Regions from separate parts of the Mus musculus genome. Here all the other regions are linked to region 1. A link is a contact called in public Hi-C and promoter capture Hi-C data. All regions are on one chromosome and are shown on one strand. The core of a region is the stretch at or near the end of the contact, and the rest is flanking DNA. Distances in the headings are between cores, read along the strand shown. Region 1 holds the start of Gatad1 (GATA zinc finger domain containing 1). Region 2 overlaps Cdk14 (cyclin-dependent kinase 14). Region 3 overlaps Cdk14 (cyclin-dependent kinase 14). Region 4 holds the start of Fzd1 (frizzled class receptor 1).

Region 1 (8,000 bases), core at 2,497-4,996:
GGGGCATGTACACCATGGATCCACGGTGATCAGATCACCCAGTAGGTCCACTGGCCTAAAAACCCTCTACACTGTCCCTACTTTGTGTTAACAGCCATTAAGCTGGAGAAAGTTAAATGACGTGTTGCTCAGGTCCACACAAGGAAGCAACTCTAAACTACACACCTACAGTAACTGCCTCAGTGGTCTCACTATATACCACCTTAGAAATAAAAATAAAAAAACCAGCATGTGCTTGGTGAGACTAGATTCTAAACACTGCCCTTTTCCAGTTGTTTATTCAAAGAGAATAGATATGGTAAGTTCAAAAGAAACATTGAAACCTTTTTCTATTATAGGCAGCATTCAGGATGTTACCACATTTCCCAGACTCCTTGACAACCGTCTCCTCCCCGGTCTTCTGCTTTACATCTTCTCAACAACAGAATGACATACTCATTCTTGTTCTATTTATATCAAATTAACTAAGCTGTCTGATTCCAGTACTGTTTCTCCCTATGCTTCTGATATCCATCCCAGGTCCTCCTCCCTGGATCCCGAGATGGAAAAATCTCACTTTTGAATATTCGTAATAGTTCATCTTTATGACATGTAAAACTTCCATAAATCGGCAGTGGTGGTGCATGCCTTTAATCCCAGATCTCTGAGTTCAAGGCCCAGCTGCCCTTTCGAAGTGACTCCAGAGGCTTACCTTGTAGAAGATTGACTCTGCAGTGACTATGGTAGAAACAGATTCAGGCGCTTTGATAGGCTACAAAAAAACAGACGCAAAAACATTTGAGTACCTATATAGTATGTATGGCCATTTTACCATCTACATGAGAACTATCTAATTTGAAAAGAACAAAATACTATTTGGTGACAGAAACTACACAACACACACACACACAGAATGTGAAGCAGGTGAATATTTCCACAATTTTTGCTACCAGTAACTTAAAAGCGCAGAAAAACAAAAGGTGAAGTTTCTGATTATGCTGCTAGGAGCTAACACAACACAAAGCTCTCTAGCACTCCAGTAGACATTAATAGTCCAAGTATAGAAATACAGTGGCTCTAAAAGACTGAGCATGGCCAGATGGAAATTATAAAAAATATACAGATAAATATAATTTTGTTGCAAGCCTGAACTCTTTAGGGTTCTTAGTAATTTGCCACATTGTACCACCATTAAAATCCCTTTTTAGAGCTGCAACACAAAGCTTATCACAACGTAAAAATGGCCTTTCCTGACTTTGTGCCATTCTCCCAAGAATGGATATGCAGAGAAATTGATAATGAAGTAACTGAATAGAACACAGTCTGAACTCGCCACGCAAGCCTAACAGCCTGAGTTGACACTGGGAACCAAGGCTCCTGAAATCTGTCCTCTGATCTGACCTCCACATAATGTACCCGGCATATGCACCAGCACTCTTATGTACACAATTAAAAACACATGTAAAAAGAAATTAAGAGGGAACAATTAGGCCTGGGAGAAGGCTCTGCATTTGAGAGCACTTGCTCTTTCGGAGGACCCAGGTTCAGCCCGCAGCATTCACTGGCAGCTTCTAATTGTCTGTAACTCCAATACCTAGGGAGCCAGTGCCTCTGCTAGCCTCTGAGGGTACCTGGTGCACACATGCAGCAAAACACTCAGACACAAGAAATACAAATAAATCTTTAAACAAGAGTCTACTATCTTTATGACACTTCTCCTGGGCCCGTTTTACAAATGAGTATGCCTACTTTAGAAAGGTGTTTACTGGCAAGTGAGGTATTTTTGTTCCAAAAGTAACAACCAAGCTGAGATAAACAAAAACATCTACAATATCCTTCACTGTCCCAAATGTACAAATAAAACAAAACAAAACAAAAAACCCTTACCACAGCAGGCATTAAACAATCTTCATACATCAGCTTTAGAAAAAGTTTTGCATTCATAATCACCAAACTCATCATGAACCAATAGATATTTTTTTCTGGGTCTATCATAACAAACAAGGTACTGATGAATTATGTTATTTGCCTCGTTCTTTAAAAGACATAAAAAAGTTTTGTTCTTTTTTTTTTTTTTTTTCCTTTCCTTCTGTTTTTCAAGACAGGGTTTCTCTGTGTAGCCATGGCTGTTCTAAAACTCATTTTGTAGATCAGGCTGGCTTCAAACTCAAGAGATCTGCCTGTACCTGCCTTCTGAGTACAGGAATTAAAGGTTAACACCATCACTGCCCAGCAACAAATTTTTCTTAATTAACTATGTATCAAGAGTCATAACTTCATTAAATTGTCAATGAACAAATTTAACCAATTTATAAAAAAAAAACCATAATTTCTCTTTGCATACAGATACACTGTGCTAAATTATAGAACATTCCTCTAGATTCATATTTTATATCTTTCAGATGAGAAAAATAAAAGCTGAAGAAAAAAAAACTGAGAAACTGCTTTTCTAATGTCAAAAACTGCCAATTTCTTCCAGGAGAGCTGTCTTTTGGGAAACCTTGCCTTCCCTCCAGAATACGGCCTAAGTGCACCTGAGAGGTACACCAGCCGTGGGAAGGCCCACCACACCCACAGTGTCCCATTAGGAAGCACAATGTCCACAACCATCTTACATTTTTTAACTTAAAAATATGTCTTCTCCCTTTTCCTTTCGTGGAAACTTTCTTTTCAGCAGCTGGAGCCGATTTGTATTTGGTATTTCTGAGCCGGGCCGACCTTCTGTGAATTTCTTGCTTACTCTGTTACACAATTTAGAGAAAAGGAAATTAAAACTGCAGAAGAAAAGCCAATACAATAACCTCACAAAGATCAGAGGATAATACACTTTGTTAAAAGAAATTAAAAACAAAAAACTTAAAAGACCGAGGGCTGAGATGTTAAACTCTGTAGGGCCTCCCAAGAGATGGCGCTGCTTTCAAGCGGGAAGAGGACAGAAGTGGGGGGAGGACAAGGCAGGAACTATTTATTATTCGTTTGCTGAACTGATCTATTTTACGCCCCCCCCCAAGTTTCCTGCATATCTCAGAACAGAATTCTAATGCTGACATTTTTAGCGACCTACTAATTTATTAACGTGACAAGGACTTGATGGGCAAGAGGTCCTCGACCTACAAGCAAATGGCCTCGTCCGGCTGCCCCGGTGCGTCCCGCACCGCCCGGTCTACGGCAGGAAGCCCTTCTCCCGAGGAGGGAGAGGCCGAGGGCTCACCTGCTTGCCGCCGCCGCCCCCGTTGCTCTGCGAAGGACCGGCCGAGGTGGTGGCGAAGGTGGTGGTGCCGAAGCCACCGCCGCCGCCGCCACCGCCCCCGGTCCCGCCCGCCACTCCCGCGCCGCCGCCGCCCCGGCCCGTGCAGTGATGGCAGAGGATCTCGCCCTGTGGACTCTTCTTCCACATGGAGGACGACGTAGTCTTGCACATGCTGCAGGTGGGCTTCAGGCCCAGCGGCATGCTGGCCGGCTCGGGCGGCCCCCGCGGGCGCAGCGACACGGGAATGGCGGCCGTCTGCACGGGCCGCCCAGGGGTCGGCCGGCCACCTCGGCGACTGGAAGAGCAAGGTCGGAGGTGCTGGGCCGCCCGCGCCGGGACCCAGCGGCCACCGCTGACCCCTGGAGGCGGGAAGCGGGCTCCCGCAGCCCGGGACCCAGCCCTGGAGCTGGGCCGCCCGCGGGGCACGCAGGCCCGATACTCGGCGCGGCCTCCCGGGAAAGCCAGCTCCGCCCTAGGGGACGCTATCCGGGGCGGCCGCCGCCGCCGCCGGGGTCCCCAGGGCGACCACGACCCTGCCTCCGCCCACCGGGGCTTCCGGCGATGGGCGGAGCTCCCGGGGCGGGGCGGGGCGGGGCCGAGTGAACCAGTGTGCCTGACCTAGGCTTTGGGGCTCCGGAAACCCCGCCTACTGGCCGGAAGTGGCCCTGCCAGACTTACCATTGCCTGTCACTCTTCTGAGTTTACAACTGGCTGGGGGGGGGGGGGGCTGGGGGGGGGGAATGGATGTAAAATTTCCCGTTAAAAGTGAATTTCAAATGACTAGTGAGAGTGGCCCATGTAATAGTAGTTATATGATACTCATACTTATCCTGTGTTTTCATTTGATAAATGTAGCCTTATTGATCAAGACCCTTTTAAAAGTCTTAATTAATTAATTTGACTTTGGAGGCTAGGGAGGTGACCTGATGGTAAAGTTCTTCTGGCACAAGCTTATGGCCTGAGTTTGACCCCCAGTACTCACGTAAAAAGCTAGGTGTGTTAGGGCTGGAAAGACAGCTAAGACTAGATCCAGTATTAGCACCTACACTGTGAAACTTAATTTAACATTCTTGCTTGGCATACTACTTAACATTAGAATAAAGTGCTCTCGAGCCCCCTCCCCCCCAAAAAAAGAATTGAGGGTCTAAGAAATTCATATAATAAGAACATTCAGACAGAAAACAGCAGAAACACCAGTGTGGACTGGATGAGATTAATTTATTAGTCAATGATTTATTTTACCTGGGTCAATGTAACAGTGCTGTGCACTGAATACTGAACGTGAGGGGTTTATGAGTTAGTTGGGTTAGAAATGAGCAATGTGCAGAAGAATTCCTATCAATTATTTCTCATGAGTTATACTATAATTAAAACGTTACAGTTTTGTATTACACAGTTGGGTTCAGAGCTGGGATATTTGTATCTTATATGGCTTCACATCACTTATTTGCATAAAGAACAAGCAATACATTATACCTTCCTAACGTTTAAAATAAAGTATATTAGCATAAAGGCTCCCAAAGAAGATTCCTGGAGACTGCATTGAACACTGCTTTAACTAGGGGTGATTGCTGGAAGAATTTATCGTTTTCTGTGAACTTTGGTTCGAGGAACTGGACACATTTCAACCTGGATTTAAATCACTGCAAAACTAGTAGTTCTCTGGGAGGACCATTAGCAAAGCAGATACAATACACTTTCACCTGGAAAGGAGATGTGTATTATTTGAGAGAATTAAGCCTGAACATTGGCTATGTTCGTTGAAGTCTAAAGCTCCCAGGGAAACTAGCCCAAGGAATGAAGGAATTCCTAAGTACTGGTTACAGGTAAATAAATATTTCTTTAATTGAACAACTGTATGCTCAGTGGAGTTTTATCTATATGTGGCATGTGTATACATGATCATATGTGCCTGTATATGTGTCTAAGGACACATGCGCGTGTGTGTGCAGATAAGCACATGTGTGGAGGCTAGAGGTTGGACATTAGGGGTCTCCCTCAATCACTTTCTACCTTTTTTTTTTTTAAACAGTTTTTTTCCTGAACTTGCAGCTTACCAATTAACCTAGACTGGTTTAACCAGCAAGCCCCAGAAACCCCCCGTCCAAGTTCCCCAGGTCCTAACGTCCATGTGTGACCTTTTACATAGATGCTGGGAACTCAGACCCCCAAGCACATTACAGACTCAACTATCTCCCTGGCCACGTTTTAACTTCTTTGAAACAGGATCTTACTCCATCCCATGCTGCTCTGACACACACTATGTAGTCCAGACTGCAAGCCAGCAGCGATTCCATCCTCAGCCTCCTAATTGTGGAGACTGCAGGTGGGAGCCACCTCATCTAACACAACTGTGTCATTTAAAAAGTGAAGTTATGGCTTGTGTTTTCTCAGAAACAAGTGATAAGATGTGGATATCTACATGATTTGGAGACACAGGGTTGATGCTGAGCATCCAGTACAGAATTTTAGAAAGTCCTTGGAGGGTCTGGTGAGATGGCTCAGTGGTTAAGAGCACTGACTGCTTTTCTGGAGGTCATGAGTTCAAATCCCAGCAACCACATGGTGGCTCACAACCATCTGTAATGAGAAACCAGTAAAAAAAAAAAAAAAAAACATGGGCCTTGCTCCTTGCTCCTAGACCTGGCTGGAGCAAGAGGGAGAAGGGAAGGGGGAGGGGGATAAGTTGTTTTATCGACTATAAGAGAGAGGGGGGAGAGGGAAGAGAGAGAGGGGGAGAGGGAGAGCCAGTCTGTCTTAGTCAGGGTTTCTATTCCTGCACAAACATCATGACCAAGAAGCAAGTTGGGGAGGAAAGGGTTTATTCGGCTTACACTTCCATACTGCTGTTCATCACCAAAGGAAGTCAGGACTGGAACTCAAGCAGGTCAGAAAGCAGGAGCTGATGCAGAAGCCATGGAGGGATGTTCTTTATTGCCTTGCTTCTCCTGGCTTGCTCAGCCTGCTCTCTTATAAAACCCAAGACTACCAGCCCAGAAATGGTCCCACCCACAAGGGGCCCTCCCCCTTGATCACTAATTGAGGAAATGCCTTACAGTTGGATCTCATGGAGGCATTTCCTCAACTGAAGTTCCTTTCTCTGTAATAACTCCAGCTGTGTCAAGTTGACACAAAACTAGCCAGTACACAGTCCCTGGAATAAATGTGCACAGTGGTTCTAACAGCAGATAAAAGAACGATGTCCCTGGGTAGTGGTGGCGCACGCCTTTAATCCCAGCACTTGGGAGGCAGAGGCAGGTGGATTTCTGAGTTCAAGGCCAGCCTGGCCTACAGAGTGAGTTCTAGGATGGCCAGGGCTACACAGTGAAACACTGTCTCGAAAAAACAAACAAAATAACCAACCAAACAAAAAAACCCAACAGAATGAAGCTCTGTAGAGGGCCCAGACTCTGTGACCTGCCAGTAGATTGCCCAGTGTCTCAGCTGGAGGTTGGGTTTTTATTTCTATGGTTTATATCCCGTTACTCACACCTGACTTCATAGACAGTATGTCTCTTTCTTTTTCCTTTTAATTTATTCTTCTCTCATACAGTACATCTGATCCTCAGCCTCCCTCCTTCACTCCTTCCAGTTCCCTGTCCCCAACCTCTGCCCCAGATCCATTGCTCTTCCGGTTCCCTAAGCAAAAGAGCAGACCTCCCCTTGATACCAATTGAACCTGGAATAACGAGTTACAATGGGACAAGCACAGACCCTCCGATCAAGGCAGAGGATTGTGAAAATGTCCTGGGGAAGCTGGAGGTGGAGAGCAGGCGTGGGTCTCTGGCAGTCTAGGGGAGTGGGGCTGAGAAGATAGAACTGGAAGGCACTAAACCCTGACTAAGACACCCTCGGATCCACAGTAAGTTGGGCATATTGGTGCAGGTTTGTAATAACAATGCAGAGGGTGGTGGTGATGGGTGGATCACCGGGGCTCACTGACCATCCAGCCTAGCCCATCAGCCTAAACCAGATTCCGGAGAAAGACCCTGCCTTACAAAATAAGGGGCCAGCTCCCGAGGAATTAAAACAGGTTGGCTTCTCATTTCCAAATGTGAATGTATGTAGGTGAGTGTACGATGATGAACATAGGCACACACATGCATGCTTGTGCATGTGTACCCACAACACAAATGTGCATCACACACATAGAAACATGCACACACATACCTTCACATGAGCACATGTACATCAAAGAAAGAAAGGTGAAAGTATCACATGGAAAACACATTTTTCACCCTCAAACCCTCTGCCATTAGGGCGCAAGGTGCATTGTGGACAACACTTCATTCAGGAGTTGGCAGTTGTACCTCCTTTCTGAGCCCAGTTCCTCTACAGTGAGGATGCTGTTATCCAGCTCAATACTTGCTCGATCATTGCTGTGCTTGGCACACAGGGGCTCTAACTCAACCACGAGCTTCCCCATGCAGCAGCACCTCTCTTGCAGAGACCTGAGAGCAGTGGTTCTCAACCTGTAGGTATCCGCCCCTTCGGAGGTTGAGTGACCCTTTCACAGGGGTCATCTAAGACTTCCAGAAAACACAGCTATTTACATGATAATTCATAACAGTAGCAAAGTTACAGCAATGGAGTACCAACAAAAATAATTTTATGTTTGGGGGTCACCATGACATGAGGAACTGCATTAAAGGGTCTCAGCATTAGCAAGGTTGAGAATCACTGCCTAAGAGTATAGCAACATTTGCCTCTAGGACAGATAGGAATTACTAGGCAAAGATGTCAGGGATCAAATCAAGAGGTGAGGGAGGAC
Region 2 (8,000 bases), core at 1,730-4,229, 1.3 Mb after region 1:
CATGCAACAGCGAGCCAACATAAATCTTTCTTTCCTTAAGTTACTCCGACAGGTATTTTAGTCAGCGTGATAAAAGAATCTAAGAGAACCATTTTCTATTTATCTAAGTTCTTAAGCAGTCATAAGAATGTCTATTTAAAAACTCAGGTTAAAAACAACAATGTCTGTTTGCACTGGAGGGGGTGATAGGATGAAGTGGAAACATCTCTCACTCTTTATTAGATAGATTTCCACCTCTTTAGCTTTGAATCACACACAGTACATCCTAACACCTGAATTATGCCCTCTCACTTATTCCTGTTGGCTTTTATTTTCAACTTGGCAGACTCTAGAATTACCTTGAGACGAGTTTCTTAGCATGTCCGTGAGGCAATGCCTTATCATGAGGTTATGTGAGGTGGGAAGACCCGCTATAAATAGGTGGGAAGGCACCACTCCCTGGGCTGGAGTTCTGGTTGCATAAGAAGAAAGCTGGGTACCAGAAACCATAGCTGTCTGCTTTCTGACTGAGGATGCAGTGTGACCAGCCACCTCAAGCTCAGGACGCCACGGTTAATAGTCTCTTTCCAAAGGTGTTTATGTCAGGTATTTGTCATAACAACAAAACAAGTAATTACTACGCTGCCTGTAGTGGTTTGAAGCGCAGGGCTTCCATGGGCTCCTAGGTTTGAAAGCTTGGTCCTCTGTTGATGGACTGTTTGAGAAAGATGTGGCCTTGATGGTGAAGGTGTGTGTCACTACAGGAGCCCTTAGTAAGCCCACCTCAAACCCAATCTGTCTGTCTCTTCCTCTTCCTCTTCCTCTTCCTCTTCCTCTTCCTCTTCCTCCTCCTCCTCCTCCTCCTCCTCCTTCCTCCTCTCTCTTCTCTTCTCTTCTCTTCTCTTCTCTTCTCTTCTCTTCTCTTCTCTTCTCTTCTCTTCTCTTCTTCTTCTTCTTCTTCTTCTTCTTCTTCTTCTTCTTCTTCTTCTTCTTCTTCTTCTTCTTCTTCTTTCTCTCTCTCTCTCTCTCTCTCTCTCTCTCTCTCTCTCTCTCTCTCTCTCTCTCTCTCTCTCTCTCTCTCTCTGCTTGCTGCCCATAAATTGGATATAAAACCCTCGGCTACTGATGTAACATTGCGCCTTTCTGCCTCACACCATGGTAATCACGGACTAACCTGTAAAACTGTAAGCAAGCCCCTCCCCCACCCCCATTAAATGCTTTCTTTTATATGAGTGGCCTTGTTCATGGTGTCTCTTTACAGCCATAGCTCAGTAACCATGACACCATGCATGCAATAAATCGAGCCACACTGAATGCTGGCGTGGCTTTCTCTGATAAACAATAAATGTGGAGGTATGACGACACCAGATTTGTGCCTCATCAAACTCCTGGAGCCTCATGTGGACATGGTAGGCCTGAAACTGGGAGATAAATAAGGTGGTCCCAGGAGGAGGCTGAGGGAGGGGCTCTTACCTGGTGAGTACAAGGTCTGCATGATAAGCACCAGAAGTAGCTAATGCCGCCCCGTTCAGTCCGCACTTGCCAGATGCCTCCTTTTACTGCTTACTCTCAGCGCTGTCATACGTGACCACGCCTGTTTTACGTGGATACCTGGGATTGGAACTCAGGCCCAGGCCCTCAGGTTTGATCAACTCTCACCCGTTGGGCACTTCCTGAGTCTAACCCCCAACTTGTTTCCAGTGTTAATGGCAGGAAGATATATGTGGTCTAGAGCAGCTCTCCCACAATGGGAGATGTGAACCCCAACTACAAACTGCTTTAGCTGGCAAAGAGAACATGGCATGATACCTATCACCTTCATAAAAACGTTAGTCCCTTCTTTGGTTATCTTTCCATTCTTTTGAGAATATCAAGAAGAAAAGCTTCATCTCATCTGGGTGTTTGTTTTTACGACCTCCCAGGCACTCGGCTCTCACTCCCTTAAGGGAAGTAGGACTTAGGTTCAGGATCCGGGGTGGGTAAGATCAAACTTAATATTACGTACCCCTTACGTATTTTCATTGGTTTCATTTTACCTTGTTTTCTATTATGGGAATGCTTAAGGGATCTCTGGTTTTTTGAAGTCATATGAACAAGCAAAATTACTTGAAAGGAGTTTATTGAAAGGAAAATATTAAGCCACTGAGAGAGGCCATGCTACATACAGCAGAGATCTCAGATACAGAGACAGAAAAGCTGATTGAGGGGCTGTGTTGGTGGAGGAGGGGAGAGCAATACTGAGTCCATCAATAGTGAGATACCCCTAGAAAGGAACTACAGGGTAGGTGGCTTTCAGGACAAAATGCTAGGAAGGAGCATATTTGGTTCTACCCTGCACACATAGAGGAGGTGACTGGGGACTCCTCAGGACTGCCCCCAGAGCAGAGCAAATGCATATAAAGATGGGACAGGAGTCTCTACACTGTTTTAAACTTCTTTGCTTGCTATTTTTATACACATCTCAATCACATTAATGTTACTTTCATTATACGTTATGATTTTAGTGTCCCTGTATGGTCTTAAATATATTCATTTTTCTCCTTCTCTTGACACCCACTTACTCGCTAAGCCCAGGATCTCCCCGGAACCTATGTGTCATCATCCTTACCTTATTTCAAGTTATACATCCACACTCCTAACTGGTCTTTTGAAAATCAGACTTGATCAACTGTTACTCTGTGAGTCAAAAGCTTCACACTGTGGCCAAACCCCGTCTCCCCTGACACACTTAAGCTGCTGGCTGAGGCCTGCAGAACCCCCTTCTCCGCTTATCTAATTGTTTACACATTCTTGTCCCTTCATACTCTCCCACTGGTCCTTCAGTGCCTGCATCTGGCACATTCTCCCGTTAGCCACACAATGTTCCCACATGCAGTTCTGAAGTCTGGACATCTGTGCCCTCTCCATGTAATTAGCTGCTAATTAATTTTTCAGTCCTGTGTTGAAACCTTGTTCTCAGGTCAAGTCCCACGACCTGTGCACCAGGGCAGGATTCCTGTCATACGCAACACCACAGCTTCATAGCAACTGCCACAGATTAAATTTTAGCAAGTGTTTACTTTGCACTCTGATTTCTTTGTTTGTTTTCTCTTTTACTTTCTATTTCTTTTGCCTATCAAGTCTACGGCATAAAGTGGGCACTAAATATCTATTGAATAAACTACATAGACTTGAACTGGTATCAGGAGGAGCCCATGACTGAACTCAGTCGCCTTCAAAATAAAGGCTGTACAAGGTGTGTGTTTCCCATGCTATTTAACTCTGTACTCCTAAAGAACAGAAACGAATGCTCTCGTTTCCTTCTAAAAACCGGACAGCCAGGTGACTGAAGAGAAAGGCTGCGTACAGGGCTCCAGGGAAGAAGGTTTAGTACGTGTCCACACTTGTCCACAAAGAGCATCCACCTTCCATCGCCTGAGTGTCATCGCCACGTGAAATGCAGGACAGGACCACTAAGGCTGTCCCTTTACATAGGGGACTAGGTGAAGCCAAGAATTCCTATGAAATTACTCTAAACATGACAAAGTTCATCCCGTGAGAAATTCATTGATTATATTTTACACAAACTGCAAATGCAATGGGCCCTCTTTCTGAATGCAGTGGCAAGGAGCTGCACTGTAACTTGCGCAGTGTATGTCACCTTTAGCGTAGTTGGTTGTTATTCCCTGATGCACCTTGCTGCCCCCGAGAAGCACAGGGAAAGGCTGCTGAGCTACAAAGTGGCTCAGTTCAAGAGCAGATCACTTGGCAAGGAAGACAACGGTCTTGGTCTCAAGAGCTGAACTTCCTGGCTCCCAGAGGACCGGGAAGTCTCCAGGAATCCCCTTTGTCATTCTTTCCCTTTCAGCACACACATATATGAAAATGTGTCTGGGCGGGTATGTATCGTGTAAGTGTACCCATATATACACACCAGCCCCCTCTTCAGCATTTCATCAGTGACTTGACGTGGAAATAGAGGAATTGTGTAGCTGGCCTTTGCTACTTTGTGGGTTCTTCTTTTTTCCACCCTTTATCCCCTCGGTTTCACTCCCTAATACTAGATAGGAGAGAAACAAGGATAGAATAAAAAGAAAGCCCTGCATCTAACTTATTTCTTTGGTTTTTCTTTGGCTATGGCTACTAACAAGCCTCAACCAACCTCCCTTAATGACCAACTACCACCTCCCCTGCATCTCGGGAGCCTAGCATCTATGCATCTTCTGGAAACTTCCCAGAATTCCAAAGGTTACACAACTGCAGAAAATTATCTGCAGTTGTCAAGACCACACTTCTGTTAGCGCACTGGGCAAGTCATAGTCAGCTGCTGTGGATAACGAAGCAGCCCCACACCCCTACACCAGGGATTAAAACAAAAGCACATTCTTATAATATTTCTGTATTTTCAAAAGAAACCAAAATCCCAGAATTCTCAAAAAATGTCACTACAGAGCTGTTTTACACTTTTAGATGAACAGAGCAGAGGAGGTTGGTGGGCTGGGGATATAGCTCAGGGTGTGCAGTATGCACTCAGCATGCACAAGACCCTAGCTTAAATCACAAATGCCCCCCAAAGTGGTGAGGGTGCTTAATATTTAGCAAAGCAGAAACAACTGTCCACCCAGTGCAGCGGAAGCTGGCGACAATACGCGTAAAGGCCAGGCCTCATGCTCTACTCAGTGCTCCATGATGGAAAGAGACATAAGCTACACTAAAAACAAAAGCCCATGCTGAGCCCCTGATGCTTGCACTTGGTATCCACACTGAACATGGGAGTGGCCAGCGACTTTTTCTAATCAAATGAATACAAGGAAGGTAAGATCTCAATTGTTGGGTCAGTTGATAACTCCCATTGGGTTAAAAGTCCTATTTGCTTACTGGCTTTTTGGAAGCAAACAGCTATGGTCGGAAGATTTAGAGACAAGAAGCTGTGGTTGACCTAAGCCAACAGCCAGCAAAAAGCCTAGCCAGTCATCACTCCAATAGCCAGCTGGAAACTGTTTCCAGCAACCACATGAACTTGGATGTCTACCCTTATCCAGTTACCTTAGTTAAACTTGCAAGCCCTAGCAGATTCATTGATTGTATCTTTGTGAAATCAGGAAGCAGAGGAAACATCTTGTCCAAGTCTGGAAACTCCCAACCCACAGAAATTTTGAGGCAATAATCATGCATTGATTTGGTAAGATTTTGGTGATGCTGTTACACAGCAAAGAAGAGCTTGGGCTGTGTCTGGTGTGAGGAATATGGCAGTAGGAGATCCTGCACAGGAAAATGACTGAAGAAAGAAAAGGCAGAGAGCATTACATAGAAACGACCAGTAGGGGGAGCCTAGAGACCGAGCAGTAAAAGCTGCCTAAGCACGGGCCTCAGACAGGGGCTGGAATTACTCGCTGGAGGCTCAGCTGCACTGGATTGAAAGGGAGGATGTTTCCAAATATTTGCAGTGTTTTCACCATGGCCAACGTCTAGATGGAAAGGAACCCGAGTAAGGAAGTAAGTGCAGCTTCTGGAAACTGCGCAGTACAGAATCAGATAGCAATGGTGAGGCTCAGCAGAGCTGGCCACACCACGGACTCCTCTATAAGCATGGAGAAAATATCCATTAAAACAACAAGACAAAGGAGACTATGAAGATATCCATGCAAGTATGGGGACTTGGCATGTGCTGGGAAGGCAGAGACACGTAATCCCTGAGGACTGCTAGGCGAGCTGTACAGGCGAGCTGGCGAGCTCCGGTCTTAGTGAGAGACGCTGTCTCCACCTACAAGGTAGAGACCGAGGAATGACAGTCAACATCTACCTTTGTCTGTTATGCCCATGTGAACACATGTATACATGCAATCATGTACATGCGCATATACACAGATGCACAAACAGATCAAAATGAAGGAGAGAGCTGAGGAAATATCTCCGTTAGCAAAGTACTCGCTATGTGAACATGACGACATGAGTTAGATCCCAAAACCCAGTTAGATGTGGTAGTTCCATGTTTGTAATCTCTGTGCCAGGGAGGCAGGAACAGGAGGCGAGATCCCTTGGGCTTGCTGGCCAGCCAGTCTGGTTTGCCTGAGTTCCAGAGACAGACCATGTCTCAAAACTCCAAGGTGGAAGATTCCTGAGGAATAACAATTGAGGTCCTCTGGCCTCCACACGTACACGTACACGTACACACATGAACGAAGTACACACATGAACGTGTACCAATGCATAAACTGCACACACTTGTGCGTGTGCACATGCTCTCTCTCTTGTGTACACACACACACACACACACACACCCCAAAATATTTACTGAGATATTCACACTCCAAACAATCACTTTAACTGGCCCAAAGGAGAGCAAAGATATGTCAACTATCCTAAACTCACAGATAATATGCTAGGCCTGGGGCCTCTGACTGCCCCAGTCTAACTACCTAACCCACCCTCAGGGGCTTCTGATAAATGACTTGTAGATTTGATTGATTGCCTAAGTCTGGGTCCAGAGGCCACAAAAGATTTGCAGAAGAGAGACCAAACAGCTGTTAGAAAACCCGAGGAGAAACACAACCAACCAACTTAAAAATTATTTCAGAAAATGTCTTGTAGAACCAGAGTCCTCCAACTAGAGCAGCTCACTTAAAATATTTTGTTTCCATCTTCTCCAGTGTCTCCATCTTTCTCTTCCCTGTTGCTTTGAATGCCTGTCTGCTTAAACGGGATGCCCTCACTGCTTCACTGTTGTCTCAGTGACTGCTTTGCAGAGTGAGTGAGTTACTGTAACAGGGCCTCAGACAGGATGAGATGTGCAATGAGATGTGCAGGCAGCAGCCAGTGGGACAGCTCTGCACTGGGGGTGGGGGTGGGGGTTGAGCATAATCTCCATACAAATGCAGCCTGCCCACTGGAGCACCACAGCAGAGCTTCCAAGGGACCCAACAAAAGGATCTGGGGACAGGAGCACTAGATAGGAGCTCGGTTACTCACTATGTATTCCTTCAAGTAGCAGCAGTGTGGGGGCAGGTGGAACTGTGTCACCAGGCAGAAAAACTGGTAAGGTCAAGTTGATGAAGGAACCGGGATTCCTGTCCTGGAACACAGTGACCACCAAGACATCCCACTAAGAGGACCAGGACAACTGGTCAGGTAGCGCAGAGCCCAGAGCTCTCCATACTAATGAGGTATTTAGATGGCTTGGACTTGAGGGCTTAGCTAATAAATACTTTTTGCACGAAGCAAAAAGTATTTAATCTCTGGTCCACTCTGAGTAAGTTGTATACATCCATTTTCTATCATGAATAAACACTTTGGACAAGCAAGGACTCTCCTTCCTCAAAGACCACCAATTGAGGAAGTCTTAGTCAATACAGAGCCATGCTAAGTCTCCTGCTGAAGGCCTCTCTGCACTCCTGACACCCACTCTGGGCTAAGCAGGATTTCCTCCACCCCACTCATCTCAGGCCCATGGTTACCCCCACCCCTCTTTCTCAACTACTTGCAGTTCCTAGCAGCATTTGAGTACCCATGCATTAGAGAACTGCAGCCTGGCCCCAGCCTGCACCGTTTCTCACCCAGAGAAGCTCCGGCCGGGGCCCCTATCTTATGCTATGTTTCACCTCCCCTGAACAGCATGCCCCATGAGCCCAGCACCCAGATGATGGTGAGAAATGAATGTAGCCTCAACCTCTGCACTTCATCTCCCCGAATGGTGTTCACACACCCCAGTGGTGAGGTGACGCGCAGAACCACACAGCATCAGGGTGGCTCTGGAGTTAGAAGCTACAACAGCACAAACGCCAATGGATTCTGAGAGTATGGGTCTGAGAGCCCCTGCTTAGCAAGACTCATTCTAACAACCTGCCACCCTTAAGCTAGAATGCACAAGCAGGGCAGAGGCGGTCATGGCCACGGGTGCACCCTCACCAACATGAGATTATTTGTTCAGACAGCACCTGGGACGAGGGGTGGAGGCAAACTGGAGCTTGCGGCCATGGGCAGCTGGGATAGTTCAGACTTGGGAACTGGCTCTGTGTTTTGCAAATCAGAACTCAACAAATTCC
Region 3 (8,000 bases), core at 3,413-5,912, 1.2 Mb after region 1:
CTATGTGGTTGCTTGGAATTGAACTTAGGACCTCTGGAAGAGCAGTCAGTGATCTTAACCACTGAGCCATCTTTCCCGAGCCTGAGAGAAGTACTTTTTGATTCTAACATTTGGGAAGTTTCAGAAGGAGCTGGTTGCAGTGAATAGATCGTGAGTTTGATTCTAGCAGTCCCAGCTTTTCAGTGTCTTACAGAGGGCTAAGAGGAGAGGCTAAGTAGTTGCTTGAATATGAGAGTCTGCGAGCTAGGGACCTTTGGAGTCAGTGTCAGTGTGTGGATAATATTTAAATCTTGAGGCTGGATGCCATCACTCAGCTCTAGGGAATGAACCAGATAGAAAGGTCTAAGGAGAATGAATACATTGGGAACTCAACGGCATTCCTTAGCCTGCCTGGCAGATCAGAGAGGTTGCAAAGCAACATTGCAGGAGGTAAAAGTCAAACCATGAAAGAATCCTACATGGGGAACCAAGGGAAGGATGTGTTAATAGGAAAAGGTGCCAGATAAATGTGACTAATTCCACGGACAGATCTAGCTAAAAGCTGGGGAAGCCCCAGAGACAGAGGGGTTGAAATAGCATCACAGGGGTTATCACCACCTACACAGAAGACACTCAAGGTGGAACCTGGAAAGGAAAGGGCAGAGCTGTTCAACTGGCCAGCAGGGTGATGCAAGCTTTAAATTCCAGCATTAGGAAGGCAGAGCTCTGCAGGCAGGGAGTGCTGTGAGTTCAAGATCAGTCTAGTCTACATATAGTGCAACCCTGGGTCAAATTAAATAAATTCAGTAATAAAAAAATAGGTGTGCTTGCCATATTCATAAAAAGATAGCACAACACTACATAATAGCATCGTGCTGTTAGAGTATTATACAGGACAATGCAGTCGAGACTATAAGCACTAGCTCTAGAAAGGTCCTGTGGGTCTTCCATGCCTTCTTCAGCTTGCTCTCTGAATGAGGAGTTGGGAGCACAGAGGGACCAAGGCACATGGCCACAGTTGCCTGGCCAGGACCTGTGGGGCTGAGCTTGTAGCTAGGGCGTGTGATTCCCAGCTCATTGCTCTCCACACCGGACCAATTTGCTGGCCTTCTTTGAGGAGATTTGAGTTTTGTGAATTAGCAAATGAATGTAATGAAATCAAGGCCTCTGCGCTGTGAACTGTATTTTGTTCATTTACTTCGACAGGGATAGTTCAGCTTCAATTATTTATGTAACTTGATAGTATACACAGAGAATGCCCTGTGGTGTGCTTGGCGAAACTAATGAATTTCTTCTAAATCAACCCACTATTTATTTCCCTGCAATTAAATCCTTATGAAGGAATAGAGCAAGGCTGTTTGGATTTGGGGACAGGAGATTGACACTGTCACCATCCCTGGTCAGCCTGGCTGCCACAGAGTTCCCTACCTAATCCTATAATTACTTTTGCTTGATGCACTTATTCTATTTCCTGCTCTGATGACACTAATACTTTGCTTCTAAATTTTCTTATTACATAACTACAATAAACATTCACAGATCTACGGTGCATCCGTGGCCATTTTGAAATGTATGCTGACTTTGCCTGTACCACTCTCAGGGCTTGGCTAGCCATGAATGCTTCTATTTCTATACTTCCTACCATGGTTCCTGCTCAATCCAGATCAGCCCTATCAACTGTATTATCTGCTCCGTGGTGGTCACTTCCCTAAGAGGTCCAACTGGCCCCATTCATTCTCATGTCCATGTGGACTATATGGGCCTAGAGGGCCTGACTAGGAAGGTGATAAAATGTAGATGGTCTCAGGAAGGGAGTGGTCCTTATGATGGGATTAGTAGCCATGTAAAAATGAGAAATATTCTCTGTGTCCTGTAAGAGCAAGCAAAGGGGCGCCTGGGAGTCATGAGGACGGCCCTTACCAGGAACAGAACCAGGCAGCACTTTCGTCCTGAACTCTCCTCCCCTGGAACTGTGAGAATAAATATCTGTTGTTTTAGCCTCCCCGTGCCATGCTATTTCCTTAGGACAATGTGAGCTGACCAAGACAGCCTGGATCTTGGAACTGGTGAGGCATCCGTTCTGAGCTGGCTGCAGACAACATCCCTTCCTTGGTTCTGCAGTATTGCTGTGACAGGTGCACCCTCCCCCAGACACCCTTGAACTGGAAGATGGAAAGGTTCTGAAGTGTCACACATTCTGTCATTTACCAGACAGTGAACTTTACAAAAAAAAAAAAAATCTACGCTCATCTGAAGTTTAATATGAAGAATGTCAAGAATTTACAAGTACTGTCAGCCTAATACTCAGACAAGAGTAACACGAGCCCTTCATTCACTTTAAGGAACTAATTCCCAAAGTCACATGAGTCTGGGGATTCTTTGTTTTGAAAACATGTTTACAAGGGCAGCCACGTTGTTCTAAATGGAAATGACTGTAGTATTTAGTGCTGGGATTGTCCTTTCTGCGAATCGATTTACCCTTCATAATGATTATCTTCCCGACACAGAAATAGCATTTCTGTAACTCAAAATTGTTACTGGAGGCATTTAGTAGGATCTTGCTTTAAAAATATAATGATTTTTCATCTTTATTCTCCCCCCTTCAAAAGGTTTCGCTGCTCATGATGTTTAACGTTCTGCAGAGACGTGTTTCTGCCAATGAATATCGTCTTATGGTTATGCTTCTGCAAATAGCCTGCTGTGAGCTGATAAAGGGATTAATGCAGCCAAAATTCTTAATCTGTGAAATTACAAATTAAATTCTCATATTAAAAATACCACCCTGAGGTATTTTTTGTGGTTTTAATTCCCCTCTGGTGTTCTGCATACATTGTGCTTGTTAATGACAGGGACGGGGCTGTCTCGGTTGGCAGGCTGCTGCTCGGTGATAATGTGTAGGCATTTACTCCCTTATAGCAACTGGATTTAACCACTGGCTGATAAACTAAGTGGCAAATGGGTAATAAGTCCATATTAACAGGGAAGTACTACTACAGAATTGGGAATTCGCAGACTCTCAAAATCCTGGCTTAAACTCCATCATCAAGTCAGATAGCATTGAGCTGTCGCCAAGGAGGTCAAGGTGGAAGCTACACTGCATAGGGAAAACAAGCCCCGTTTTTGATTGCAGCGGGCTGTAACACAGTGGGCCCTGCCTCCCTTTCGTCTTTTCCAGCACAGGGAGAGGTATGATCCGTTCCTTTTTTTTTTTCCTCTCCCCTATAAATTTAAGTCTTGTACTTTCCTTTAAAGTTTGGAATCACTGTTATAATCAAGGATCGACCTTTAGAAAGGAAGTAAGATAGATGATAAAGGAAATATAGGCTGGGAATGCTTAAGATATTAATGAGGGTTTGAATGCATAAGGAAAGCATCAGGTTAATACACCCATAGCTACCTTGGCGGGGAGGGGCAAGAAGCACACGTAAGTGTGAGATAGAAAAAGAAAAGTTAGGTTAAGAAGACTCAGGGGAGTTGTTACTTAGGATTTGGATCCAAAGAAAGGGTGGCTGACTGTTGCTATGGAGAATCCAATGCTGCAGGGGAGTCATAAATTCCAGAGACAAAGGAAGTAACTTCCTGTCTACTATAAGTGATGTATGCATAAGAATTAATAAATGCCTTATAAATATTTATCTATCTATGCCGTATGCTATTTTTAAGGCAATCAGGAAATATGAAATATCTCTAACGGGTCTTTGGAACATATCACCACTGAATAAAAATATTCCTACTGCTGCCACAATGTTTTTCAAAATTTCACAAGAATTCTGCTTCACACTTGGGAAGAAAGCTGAGATCCTCCCAGCCATAAATCCTTCCCCAAATACTTTAAATGTAATTGAAAAAGCCTGTGTAAATATGAGTACTTTTGTAAAAACAAAACAAAAACCCACCCAGGAATGTGTTTTGTTTTAAAAAGATCTAGAGAAGAGCTGTCTGTACAAATACCAAGAACATGTGTAGCTAAAATGAATTCCATGTCTTCAGCTCTTACATGTCAATTCAGTGTATTTGCCAATTGCCAGTTCGGGTCCTCAGTTCACTGCCTAGCAGTGCTTTTGAAGGTTATTGTTACAACCAAGATGGTCTCTGAAAATCAAACAGAAATGAATCATTTTTCCTCTGTGTACTGCAGCCAGTTAAAATAGTACTGTATGCAGAAAGCACTAAATATGTAAATCATATTTTCCTTTATGACTGCTCAGATCATTTTTTTGGACACACACATAATCAAATACAAAGACGCGCAGCTGCCGACTGCAGAGGAGAGATAGCAAAAAATGAATCCATTTTCTTTCTGTGTCTGGTAAGCTAGCAATTGAATGGCAGGACTCCAATAAATATATATACACACAATTCCCCTTCTGGCTTGAGCGATTGAATCCTCTCTCTCTCTCTCTCTCTCTCTCTCTCTCCTCTCTTTTCCTCTCTCTCTCTTCCTCTCTCTCTCTCTCTCTCTCTCTCTCTCTCATCTCTCTCTCACACACACACCCACCCACACAGAATGCATACACACAAACACACAACCTTATGTTTATGCAACATGAATGAGCCCATCTATCTACATGCATACTACACATTGATGACCAAGGGCTCCGATTGGATGCTGGAGTCCTACTCACTATCAGTCAGCTCCCATAGCCGTGGAGGCAGATCGCTGAAATACTCATGGCTCAAGGCGGCCTGTGCTGATAGCCTGTTCTTTGGGGAACACTGGAGAAGCTTGGAGGCCAAGTCTTCAGCATGATTTACATAGCTGAGCCTGAAAACAAGCAAAAACAGAGAAAACATCAGACCGAAGGAGACAGTCACTAAGTACGACTTAAGGCTCATGCCACATCTTATGTACTTCAGTTTATGTCTGGCCAGGGAAACAACTTAAATTACCTGCTGAAATAAACAAACTGAAGGCACATGCACCCTTCCACTGTGTGTTATCCTAAAATGTCCTTTTCTCTAGATATGCTAAGGATTGTTGACTTAAAATATTTTGACTGTAAGCAAAGTACTGATTATTTCAGAATGGATGAAAGTAAGTTCAGAAGTAGAAAATTATAGATGACAGTTTATCAAATAGTTGCCAGCATTCATTCATGGACTCTTTGTATGGCATACACATATGGATGCATTTATAGGAAATTAATACCGAATAACTAGGGGAATTAAAATAGAGCTGTTATTAAGTTATTAAATTCTCCGGTTACTAAAATTACTTTCCCTCAAAGAATTTATATTTTCTTGCCTTAAATAATAATAAAATAAAAATACCGAAGCAACTGTCCTGCCAAATGCCAGCCATTCTGATACCGGCATCCAGGTTAACAAACAGATATGCTTAAATGATACGGGGCTCAATCAATTCAAGATGACCTTTAAAACAACAGTAGATAGAGGGTATGTGTCGCAAGATTATAGGAGAAACGGATAGAAGCAAACCCTTTGATGTGGTATCAGCTTTCCATTGGGTGGCAGCCATGCCTGGTCTTCCCAGTTTTGCTTTTCATGGAAACTATTCCGCTGGTCAGAGCAATCAGACATGGAAAATTAACACAACACTGATGAATGGCACCCCCTCTATAAGAGTCCAACCAGGGAATTACCCCCATTTGGTGGTATAGAAAATAGGTAGGGAATGGCAGTGGAATGCTCATTGAGGCAATCCATGTTCTCCAAAGGCGTTTACCCACACATCTCTGTTTCTGCAAGCAGTGTTAACTCTACCAACTCCCAGAGGCAGCCAGACAGGGCTGGGGCTTGGGGCCAAGCTGCTCCGCCAGTAATTTCAAAAGCCTTGAAGGTGCTAAGCACACCATTAGCCTCAGCCTCCAACTCCACACTCTCACATTTTTGTAGTGGGAAGGGAAGGCTTCTAGGAGGGGGCTGTGGAAGGGGAAAGGAGCCGATGCACTCAGGCAGACACAAAAGTGGAGCTTTACATCTTCCCATCACAAGGTGTCATGAATGGATGGATCCATTGCTGCAATGGATGTTTGCTTCACTTGTCTCTTTCATTTACAGACAGATCCCAGGACTGGCTTTAAGTGTCTTTGTCTAAGAGACATCTGTCCACAGGAAAAGGAGTCGTTTTCAAAGCCCTTCTTCTCTCCCTTACAGAGGGGTCTAGGTCACCAACACTATCCCTTCCTGTCTCAAGACCTCTCATGCTTACAAATTTGTCATTAACAGCTCTAAAACTCAAGTTTGAAATAGACAGACTTCACAGTAAAGGCATAATTACACTGAAGGTGCTGTTTATAAATTACATAGTGAACATCCCATCCCTATCAATTTTATATCATTTTGATAAAATAGAGCATTCGAACCAGACTGCAATCAGATTTGAGTTTGGGACCTGACACAATTTTGTACAAATTAAATAAATACCATTTATTTTAAAAAGAAAAAATGCTGCCAATCACCCCAAACTCTACGTTACTATACTTTAGGTACTTAAAGAAACTGGTAATTAGAATATTTGGTATGCCCATATCCAGCACTAAATTCGTGACCATAAACATGCGAACATTTGTAATACAGAGCAATGAGTACCACTTCTTTTTCTCTTTGGTTTTTTGATATAAGATCTCATTTTCAGTCAAGGCAGGTTTATTTTTTACTAGATAGTCAAGGTAGGTTTTGAACTCATGATCATCCTCCTGCCTCAGCTTCCTGAAGTGCTGAGGTTACATGAGACATGAGTTTCCATGTCTGGCTTAACACATTTTCTTTTTCTGATCTTAATTTTCTCATCTAAGAGATAAGATGGGTGAACCTCATGTATCTGCAGTCCCTCCACTTAGGAGAGCTATGTGCAGCACTGGAAACACGGCTTACTGTTTTGAAGAACTGTGCACATTCACAGTTGCACCTTTGTTTTTGCCGCAGGTTACTGCATTTAGATAAAATGAGGTGTACCTAAATGTAAGGAGCTCACCAATAGGAGACAATTTCATTCTTCCCACCCAAGAAAACTACACTTTTAATAATGTCTATGAAATACATTTTTAGTTGTGATATCAAGTTTATGCGCAAAGTTTAAATCATAAATAAAATTCTTGTTTCTTTATTTTACTACTTTTGTTTGTATTTCTTACGTGCATTTCATGAAAAGAACCAACTTTGTACCAATTTTTCCCCATGCCTTTTTAGTACCATGGTTTGGGTCATTGCTAGAACCACTCTCTGGGTCCACTTAAGTTGTCATACTTTGGGGAAGCAGCTTTATCGGAAACTATCAGTTTACCTTAGCAGAGTGCTATAATGACTGTGGTTATCCATCTCCTATGGTGATGATGATGATGGCATATTTGTTATATCTTCTATATAAACCCATGGATATTTTATGCTGTGTAAGGCTGGTACTTAGATGCATAACATTCTAGAAATGTTATACCTTCCACATAAAGTAGGACTTTCATCCTCATACGATCTTTTCTACATTTAATAAGACATTCTAAGCCAAAGTTCACATTTTCTTCTCATTAATTTAATGACTGCATGTGCCTTTGTTTTAGTATTTCTGACACCTTTTGTGACCTGCCTTCTCTTTCATATATACTACATAGATGGGTTTAGTTTTTATGCACTCAGGCAATCCCTGTGTCTTAATAAGAAAGTTTAGTCCATTCACATTTTTTTTTAAGTATTGAAACATTTGCTACCAGGATAATTGTGCATTGCCATCTTATCCTCTTGAGCTTTTTAAATTTTCCTACCTTCTTTCAAATTGAAGTTGAAAACTCGGTGTCTTCTAACTTTTGTTTTAGTCTTATATAAAATGTTTAAGTGCTCATCTGTGTCCTAGAGGCTACTGTTAATTCTTTTTTTCCCTTTTAAAAAGAGTATCGTTATTTCCCTGGGTGCTTAAGATATTGCAGCAAACTTTCAAAAGATGATGAAAAGTAAATTAAAAAACCCAACTTCTCCCATAGGATTAGAATCACACATCTATTTTTGAAGTAACATCAATATACATTACATTTTTACTGGTTATACAAATTTAAAACTATGCAGATATT
Region 4 (8,000 bases), core at 1,757-4,256, 1.1 Mb after region 1:
TCTGTTTTACCTCCTCTGCAATCTGCAGAAAAGGGCAAGTGAGAAAAGCTCCAAATACGTAAATTGCCCTAAATAATTAAACATTTTTAAAAAGAAAAAAAAACTGCGTGTTCGATAGTCTTTAAATACAAATATACGTACAAAAATCTTACACAGGCTATTTACAATCATAAAAGCGTACAATCCTGGTATCAGAGAGGGCTAGAGAGATCGGTCCACACGCACATACACATACACCTCGATCAGTTGGGCCCTCTCGTTCCTTTACCCCAGGGACGGAAGCTTTTGCAGAACCTGTGCTGTTTGTTGGGAAAGGGGCCTGCAAAAGTCAGTGGCTGGCGAGGAAGCCTGGAGTGGCCAGGCTTGGCAGGAATTCCTTGGGGCCAGCTTCCAGGCGATGGCTAGGATCAGGCCAAAAAAGGGTAAGGTAAGAGTCTGGGTTTCAGACGGTAGTCTCCCCCTGTTTGCTGTTGGTAAGCCTCGTGTAGAACTTCCTCCAGGAATTCAGTGTCTTGCCGGACCAGATCCAGAAGCCCGATGTGATGCCCACAATCAGCGTCATGAGATACTTGATCATGAAGACTGTAAAGTCTGGGCTCATGGGCGGGTGTGGTGGGACTCCTCCACCTCCCTGGAGGTGAGGGCAAGGGATGGCATAACTCTTGCAGCTCTGGGCCACCCAGCTGCGCTCCCACTGGTCCCGAAAGGCCTGTTCATAGAAGTAGCAGGCGATGACGATGGTGGCCGGCACAGTGTAGAGGACACTGAAGACTCCGATGCGCACCATGAGCTTCTCCAGCTTCTCTGTCTTGGTGCCGTCATGCTTCATGATGGTGCGGATGCGGAAGAGTGACACGAAACCGGCCAGCAGGAAAGAAGTGCCAATGAACAGATAAACGAAGAGAGGCGCCAGCACAAAGCCACGCAGTGCGTCCACGTTGTTGAGCCCCACAAAACACACTCCGCTCAGTACGTCGCCATCCACCTGGCCCAACGCCAAGATGGTTATAGTTTTGATGGCTGGCACAGCCCAGGCGGCTAAATGGAAATACTGTGAGTTGGCCTCGATGGCTTCGTGGCCCCACTTCATGCCGGCTGCCAGGAACCAGGTGAGGGACAGGATCACCCACCAGATGGAGCTGGCCATGCTGAAGAAGTAGAGCATCATAAAGAGTATAGTGCAGCCTTCTTTCTTAGTGCCCTGCGCCACCGTGCGCGCCCCGTCCTCTGCAAACTTGTCGTTGCACACCACCCGGTCCTCCAACAGAAAGCCAGCGATGTAGGCCACCGCCACCGCTGTGTAACAGCCGGACAGGAAAATGATGGGCCGTTCCGGGTAGCTGAAGCGCCGCATGTCCACTAGGTACGTGAGCACCGTGAAGAGCGTGGAGGCGCAGCACAGCACGGACCAGATGCCTATCCAGGTGCGCGAGAAGCGCAGCTCCTCTGGCCCGAAGTACATGAGCCCGTAAACCTTGGTGGGTTCGCAGGGTGCGCCGCAGTCCTTCTCCCCCAGAAAGTGGTAGTTGAGGTAGGAGGGCACCCTGAGGGCGCGCGGGCAGGAGAACTTTCCCCGCTCCACCGTCCCGGCACCCCCCGGGTAGCCGCCGCGGTAACCACCGCCGCCGTGCTGCGGATTACTGGTCCAGAACTCTGGTAGCAAGGAGGGAGTTGGGGTGCCTTTGTCGGACGTGTTCTGGCCCACGCACAGCTCTCCTGCGCCGTGCACCGGGAACTTCTCGCACTTGAGTGTGTCTGGCCACTGGAAGCCGAACTTGTTCATGAGCGCCTCGCAGCCCTGGCGTGCGCGCTCGCACAGGGAGCGGCAGGGCGGTAGCGCCTGCTCCAGTACGGTGCACACAGGCGCGTACATGGAGCACAGGAAGAACTTGAGCTCGGCGGAGCACTGCACCTTCACCAGAGGGTAGAACTGGTGCACCTCCAGACCGGCGTCCTCCTGATTCGTGTGGCCCAGCAGGTTGGGCATGATGGTCTGGTTGTACGCGATGTCCGTGCACAGCGGGATGGAGATGGGCTGGCAGTAGCCGTGGTCCGGGATGGAGATGCCCCGTTCGCCGTTGTACTGCTGCCCGCTCTGCTGGGGCTGGGGCGGCGGCGGGGCTTGCTGGCCCGGCCCGGATACCTGGCCCGCCGCCTGCGCTCGGACCCCCAAAAGCAGAGGAGCCTCCAGCAACCAAAGCAGCAGCAGCAGCCCGCTAGCCCAACGCCGGGGATCAGCCCGGGGGCGGCGGTGGCTGGCCGTGTCCTCGTGCCCCACCTCCTCCCGCCGGCCCGGGAGTGCTTCGGCACAAAGTTCCAAGCTCAGCCGGCCGGCGGCCCGGGACTCGCTAGGCGCCGCCTCCTCAGCCATACTTTTTCGGCTCCCTCCTCGGCGCGGATTGACTGGGACGGGCAGCGGCGCGGCGGGTGGTGGCTCCCACTGTGATCCGGGAGAGCTGGTCGCCCGTGCCCTCCGTCGGGGTGCGGCCGCTCTCTGCCCGCTCCCCGGGATTCTGCTCCGCGTCCCGCAGCCGCCGCCGCCGCCGCGGAAACTTGCGGTTCATGAAGCGCGGGCGGCGAGGAGAGCAAGAGTGGTCCAGGCGCGCCGGGGTCGCGTCCCTCTTCCCTGGCCCGCGGCAGGCTGTGGCTCTTGTCAGGCGGCGCCGCGTTAGTGGTCGCAGCCGGGCAGAGGAGCGCCCAACTCTCGGCAGCCTAGCCGCCCTGGGTCCCCCCTGCGCCTCCGCCTCCTCCTTCTCCGCCGCCGCCTGACCATTTGTGTCAATCCCTCAACTCGCAGCCTCTGCTCTCCCTCGCGCGCCCTCCAACGGGTTTCTAGGCGCCCCCCAGTCTGTCTTTCACCGGGAGGGAGGAGCCTTGAAACCGACGCGGAGCTGGCGGCTCAGGGACCGTCGCCCAATCGCAGCACCCGCTTCACAGCGCAAAGGGAGCCCTTTCCCTCCGAGCCCGGACTGGAGCCCGCAGCAGACCGGAGGAGGTGGAGGAAGTAGTGGTGGCGGTGGCAGAGACTCCGCTCCGGCACAAAGAGTAGCTATGAAGCCGGACAGGCTAGGTCGCTTTTGCTTTTGCAGAAGAAAGGGCGAGGACAAGTAAGAGAATGGTCCCATATGCGGCAGGAGATAATGAATAGGAGTCGGCTGGCCGCGGGGATTTAGCTCTGTCTTGCTTTTTATCTGTCTTCATATTTTATAATCCTACCCTCGACTCTCTGGTCACAGACTGCTACTTTGAGTGCTGCGTTCTGATTGCGTGCCCCTGACTTGAGAGTCGGGTTTCCTTTGAATTTAAGTCTGTCGAGGTTTTGTTTAAACTATGACTCCAATAAACCGTGGAGCTCACAGACTGGCCTTGGTGGACTTTGGACGCGCCATTTCCCCCGATCGCTGTCAAATGAAAGCAAAACGCAAAGTTTGGTGGGATGTAAATTGTAAACCCAGATGCTCCTGTGAGTAGTATGCGTCGTGTAGTCAAACTTTCCCCCTTCTCTTTAATGGTATCAGAAACAGAAGTAAAGGAAAACAGAAGCTATTCATTAAATGCTGGAGGAAAACCGGCTTGAGAACCAACGCATTGGGTGCTCCAGCGTGAGACACGGGAGCCATACATCCAGACAGGAGGATCAATCTGGGACCATTTGAGGGCCGCTTCTAAACACTGGGGACCCTGCAGGGTCTGTTGGGAACTTCTGAGGCCTGGGTCATTTAAGTTCCTCCTCAGTGGAAGTAGTCAAAGCTGAAGCTATTAGTTTGAAGGACAAAACACATGACCAAAGTGAGTCTGAAAGACCAAGCACAGTCAGTCAGTCGACTCAAACCAGGATAATCAACCTCAGCAGACACACATGCTTGTTCTTGCAAGTTTATTTTCAAGAACTTGTGTGAGTCGGATTTATCAATAAAGTGCTATTATGTTTTATTAATTCTATCAAGAGTCCCCCCCCCCTTCGATTAGACTTATCTCACGAGACTGTTCCCGAATTATTTTCTATCTTCTTTTATACAGATTCACTTTTCATTAGATATTATCTCACGAGACTGTTCCCGAATTATTTTCTATCTTCTTTTATACAGATTCACTTTTCATTAGATATTTACCAAGCATCCATGATACAGTGAGCACTGTCTCAGGAGGTAGGGAGCACAGAGGAAGCCCTGGCACATATTTAAAGGAGGGCATAGTACAGTGGGCACAGGAACGTCACCAGTGATGGCAGTGCCCACCCATTCTCAAAAGGGACGCAAGGGAAGTAAATGACCTGCTAACACGGGAGATGAGGAATGGGAGGGGTCATCGGAGAAATAGATGCAAAATGCAAAAGAGAAAAGCACAAAACAGAAAACAAAACAAAAAGGCAACAAACAAACAAACCCCTCAAGTTTCTGAGGGGCAGGCAAGGAGAACATGCCCTGGTCATGACAGGAAAGAAAGGGCTCTTTAGCTGGTACAAAATATCATGAACCAAACTGTTCAAACAATAGATAGCTAGTGCAGGTGGCTTTCCCCCACAGAAGCGGGAAGTGGTTCCAGGGCGACTGAAAGAGGGAGCAGGACTCAGGCTCGCGTGGAGAAACATCAACATTCCGATACACTGTACAGATCACCACTCAAGATGAGGCTTGTCTACATCCGGGCAGGCCCCGTGAAGCTCGTTGGTGTCCGAGGGAACCTGCAGTCATACCAATACCTATTAAATCAGAATGGCAGGTACTTGTCTCCTAGATACATTATCATTATATTTTTTAATGTTCATAGAAGCTGTAATGTTCACGGTAAAGCGTGTTTTGAGTCTTCGTGTAAACATTACTGTCCCCCTGCCTCAACCTTTTGAGTAGCTGGGACCTCAGGTACACACCACTATGTCTAGCTTGCTTTAAAGTATTTTTGAAGAAAAAAAATTAATTACTAGCAGTTTTTAAGACCAACAGGTAGTAACTACAATCGAGTAACAAATATTTGTTACTGTGCTGCGCTGAATGTAACTCGTGACACATTTTGATGGTAGACAGGAGGTGAGATCCTCTCTGGGGTTTTTTGAACACTCATACTAATTGTTCATCTTACCTTCCCAATAGCATCCTGCTGTCCATAGGCTCCCAGGGACAACGTGTCACACCGTCCACGCTGATATTTATTCATCTCTTAGGCTCTTTACTAAGCCACCTCTCTCTTCTTAGACATCTCTTATAAAGACTTATGTGTCTCAAGCGTCATTCTCTGAAGGTCCTTTAGCTGACCATGCTAGGTGAGAAGTGGATTTATTCTAATGTATTAACATCCAAGAAGCATCACCGAGCATTTACCACCAATGTCAGCCTCACCTTCTCCTCAAAGGGACAGGGCAAAGGACAGAATGGTATAGAAGGCTCGGTTCTGCTTCAGAGTGAGGAACTTCGTTCTGTTTCAGAAGCTGTCCTAATGAATTTTCAGAACTTTCATCTCCCACCTAGTGATGAGATTTGCTAGAAAGGAGGCTGAGAATGGCAAGCAAGGCTTTTTCTCGGCAGGGAAAACAGGCAGTTCTTATTATACCTGGAACCCGAGGCTGCCATCAAGCCAAACATACCATCTAGAAACTAGGTTTTTCTCCAGCTCAAAATGGAGAGCACTAGGTTTAGATACATTAAGGGAGATGCATGCTTCGGGTTCATGGCTTGTTTGGCTTGGGTTTCATCAGTTGCTGTAGTGTTTCATGTAACTATAATTCTTGGCATTATTTTTAAAGCCAGTTTCCTATAGATTCTTTCCCTAAATAGATCACATTGAAAAGACCATGTAAAATTTGAAAAGAAATCATTTTCTGACAGTTGTCTTTCAATATTAAGTCCATTAAAGTAGATTTCCTCTTTATTTGTTGTGCCAATACAGCATTTCATTTATTAAGCAGATGTGACACAGAAAATGTTACTAAAGTAAAATAAATATATTAAACACTTAAAGAAAACAATCAACCAGTAAGTGGTGCACCATGACCACCAGCACCAACTCACATTATCAAAAAAGTCCATTGGGGTGGTGTTATAGGCAGCAGGAGGAAGAATAATCAGAGAAGAAACCTGAGCACTGTATCTAAGACATCATTTTCTGAGGATGTGTAAAACCTTGAGATTCACAGATTAAAAGTTATTAAATTAAGCCAGGTAGTGGTGGTGCGCACCTTTAATCCTAGCACTCAGGAGGCAGAGGCAGGTGGATCTCTGTGAGTTTGAAGCCAGCCTGGTCTTCAGAGAGAGTTGCAAGACAGCCAGGGTTACAAGGAGAAACTCTATCTTGAAAAACAAACAAATAAAAAAAAGTATTTACTAAGTTAGTATGAACTGTTATCCACTTGGTAGTAACACAACTCAATTTATCCAACATAAAATAATAAACATAATTTGATTTCTCCTTACTATTGCTTATTGATTTGTCAAGCATCAGAATCAGCTAAAATATTCTTTTTATTCCAAAGCAAAATGTTTTTATCAGAACTTTCTTAAATAGTATGAAAGTTGTCAAATGATTATGCCACTTGAATGAGGACAGTAAGTTACTAGTGGTTGAGATCTGGGTTCGGTTGCATACAGTTTCCTACGTGAGGACTCAAGCTTGGAGACCACTCAGGGGACTCATGTTTAAGGATTTGTTTTGTTGTTGCTTTTGGGTGACAGGCTTGGATGACCTCTCTTGGATAACAGAAACTACATCATGGATTAAGACTATACTTCTGAGGTTTTATTTTGGATGCTTTTTTGCCATTGATTTACCTGCATTGTGTTGCTTAAACTCTTTTCTGTTGAGGCTATTAATCATTAGCCCTTTTTAACAGATGAGTCTAAGTCTCATAGAATTTAACTATTTTAAATTCTGAAAGATACTAAGTACACAGGAGGCTTGGAATCCTACCAAGGTCATAGTTCTCACTGAGTACAGTCTGTGAACACACCCACTCCTAAAAATCACCTAGGAAAACACAGTTTCTATGTGCAGATCATGGTGAATTTTTAGTCTTTAACATAGTTTCCATATCAGGATACATGTGTCAGTGAAACACCAGAGATTCACTGTTGAGTTAGACCAGAATTTTCCAAGCTGTCTTCTGTGTAATACATGATCTTCCCAAAGGGTATTCTGTAAAATAAGTTTGTTCAAAGAAATTTGAAAACACACCACACTCTATATCCTCAGTGGAGATTTATGGTAGTCTAAAGTCTACAAGAAATGCTAAATTAAAGGGAAAAGAATCTCATTTTAAACTTTGTCTCATCTGTCATTTTACACACACACACATCACACATACACATGCATGCATGCACTTGTAGAAAACACACCCACACACTCATGCATGCATGCATGCATGCACGCACACATACATTCACAGAGAAAGATCAATCATATCAATATTGTGCTTGTCGTTGATGCTCTATAGTATACAGTTTGAGAAAAGCTGGAACCGGCCTAGTGTATTATAAAGCTGCATCTGCTTACACTCTTCTGGATCCTGGGATGTCAGGAGGAGGAGGAGGAAAAGTGCCCCATTGTGCTTTGGATCCTGAGCAAGCATGCTGAGCTTAAGGAGCTGCCAGAAGTAAAGACCTCTCCTCCTGCTTCGGGGCAGCAACACCAAGAGTCCTCTTTAGTCGCTTTCAAGAGATGCACTAGGCTTAAATGTACTTAACTTTTCACAGTAGAATCCGATCTCATTTCTTGTTGATTTCCAACCCCCCAAAATTTCTGCAGATGGCCCCTTTGCCTTTTGTTGTTGTTTTACTTTGACAAATTTTTCTATAGAGAGAGACCAGGCTGACCTGGAACTCATGATCTCGCTGTTCAGCCTTCTTAGTGATGGGATATCAGGCATCTGCCATTACACCCCGCTGCATAACTAATAAGTATCTACTAAGACATTTGTATCCCTCTGTGTGGACAGTGTGTGTGTGTGTGTGTGTGTGTGTGTGTGTGTGTGTGTGTGTGTGTAAGAGTGTGTTTGTGTGTGTGTGAGTGTG

What was found. Promoter capture Hi-C pulls out the DNA fragments that hold promoters and counts their contacts. Hi-C and Micro-C count contacts between places; a contact is called where the count stands out from the background.
Region 2: a contact with region 1 is called in a promoter capture Hi-C map of liver, with 2.9 times the contacts expected there. The contact joins the enhancer-like site here to the promoter of Gatad1 in region 1. A contact is called at or near these places in 4 of 39 promoter capture datasets (the 3T3-L1 cell line, hippocampal neurons, liver and 1 more) and 1 of 115 datasets of contacts at active chromatin or transcription factors (astrocytes).
Region 3: a contact with region 1 is called in a promoter capture Hi-C map of the 3T3-L1 cell line, with 5 times the contacts expected there. The contact joins the enhancer-like site here to the promoter of Gatad1 in region 1. A contact is called at or near these places in 6 of 39 promoter capture datasets (the 3T3-L1 cell line, the C10 cell line, cranial neural crest and 2 more) and 1 of 115 datasets of contacts at active chromatin or transcription factors (differentiating embryonic stem cells).
Region 4: a Hi-C map of nephron progenitors shows a contact between it and region 1, with 4 times the contacts expected there. The contact joins the promoter of Fzd1 here to the promoter of Gatad1 in region 1. A contact is called at or near these places in 9 of 39 promoter capture datasets (the 3T3-L1 cell line, 3T3-L1-derived adipocytes, embryonic stem cells and 4 more), 1 of 484 Hi-C or Micro-C datasets (nephron progenitors) and 1 of 115 datasets of contacts at active chromatin or transcription factors (astrocytes).

The regions. Positions count from the first base shown.
Region 1 is chr5:3,644,190-3,652,189 of GRCm38.p6, forward strand. It overlaps Gatad1 (GATA zinc finger domain containing 1), which reads right to left and starts at 3,747. Exons shown (of 5, transcript NM_026033.2): 1 at 3,191-3,747; 2 at 2,595-2,720; 3 at 692-751. The coding sequence starts at 3,430.
Region 2 is chr5:4,956,847-4,964,846 of GRCm38.p6, forward strand. The region is part of intron 10 of Cdk14 (cyclin-dependent kinase 14); the gene reads right to left. Among named protein-coding and RNA genes, the nearest start is that of Fzd1, 200 kb to the left of the region's middle. Within about 2 kb of position 2,980, at least 15 of the 459 cell types and tissues checked have an H3K27ac peak or open chromatin away from gene starts, as enhancers often do. A contact at or near this core is called in liver, where this site is marked.
Region 3 is chr5:4,889,424-4,897,423 of GRCm38.p6, forward strand. It overlaps Cdk14 (cyclin-dependent kinase 14), which reads right to left. Exons shown (of 15, transcript NM_011074.3): 13 at 4,605-4,744. Among named protein-coding and RNA genes, the nearest start is that of Fzd1, 140 kb to the left of the region's middle. Within about 2 kb of position 4,663, at least 20 of the 459 cell types and tissues checked have an H3K27ac peak or open chromatin away from gene starts, as enhancers often do.
Region 4 is chr5:4,755,210-4,763,209 of GRCm38.p6, forward strand. It overlaps Fzd1 (frizzled class receptor 1), which reads right to left and starts at 3,007. Exons shown (of 1, transcript NM_021457.3): 1 at 1-3,007. The coding sequence starts at 2,371. The coding sequence ends at 443.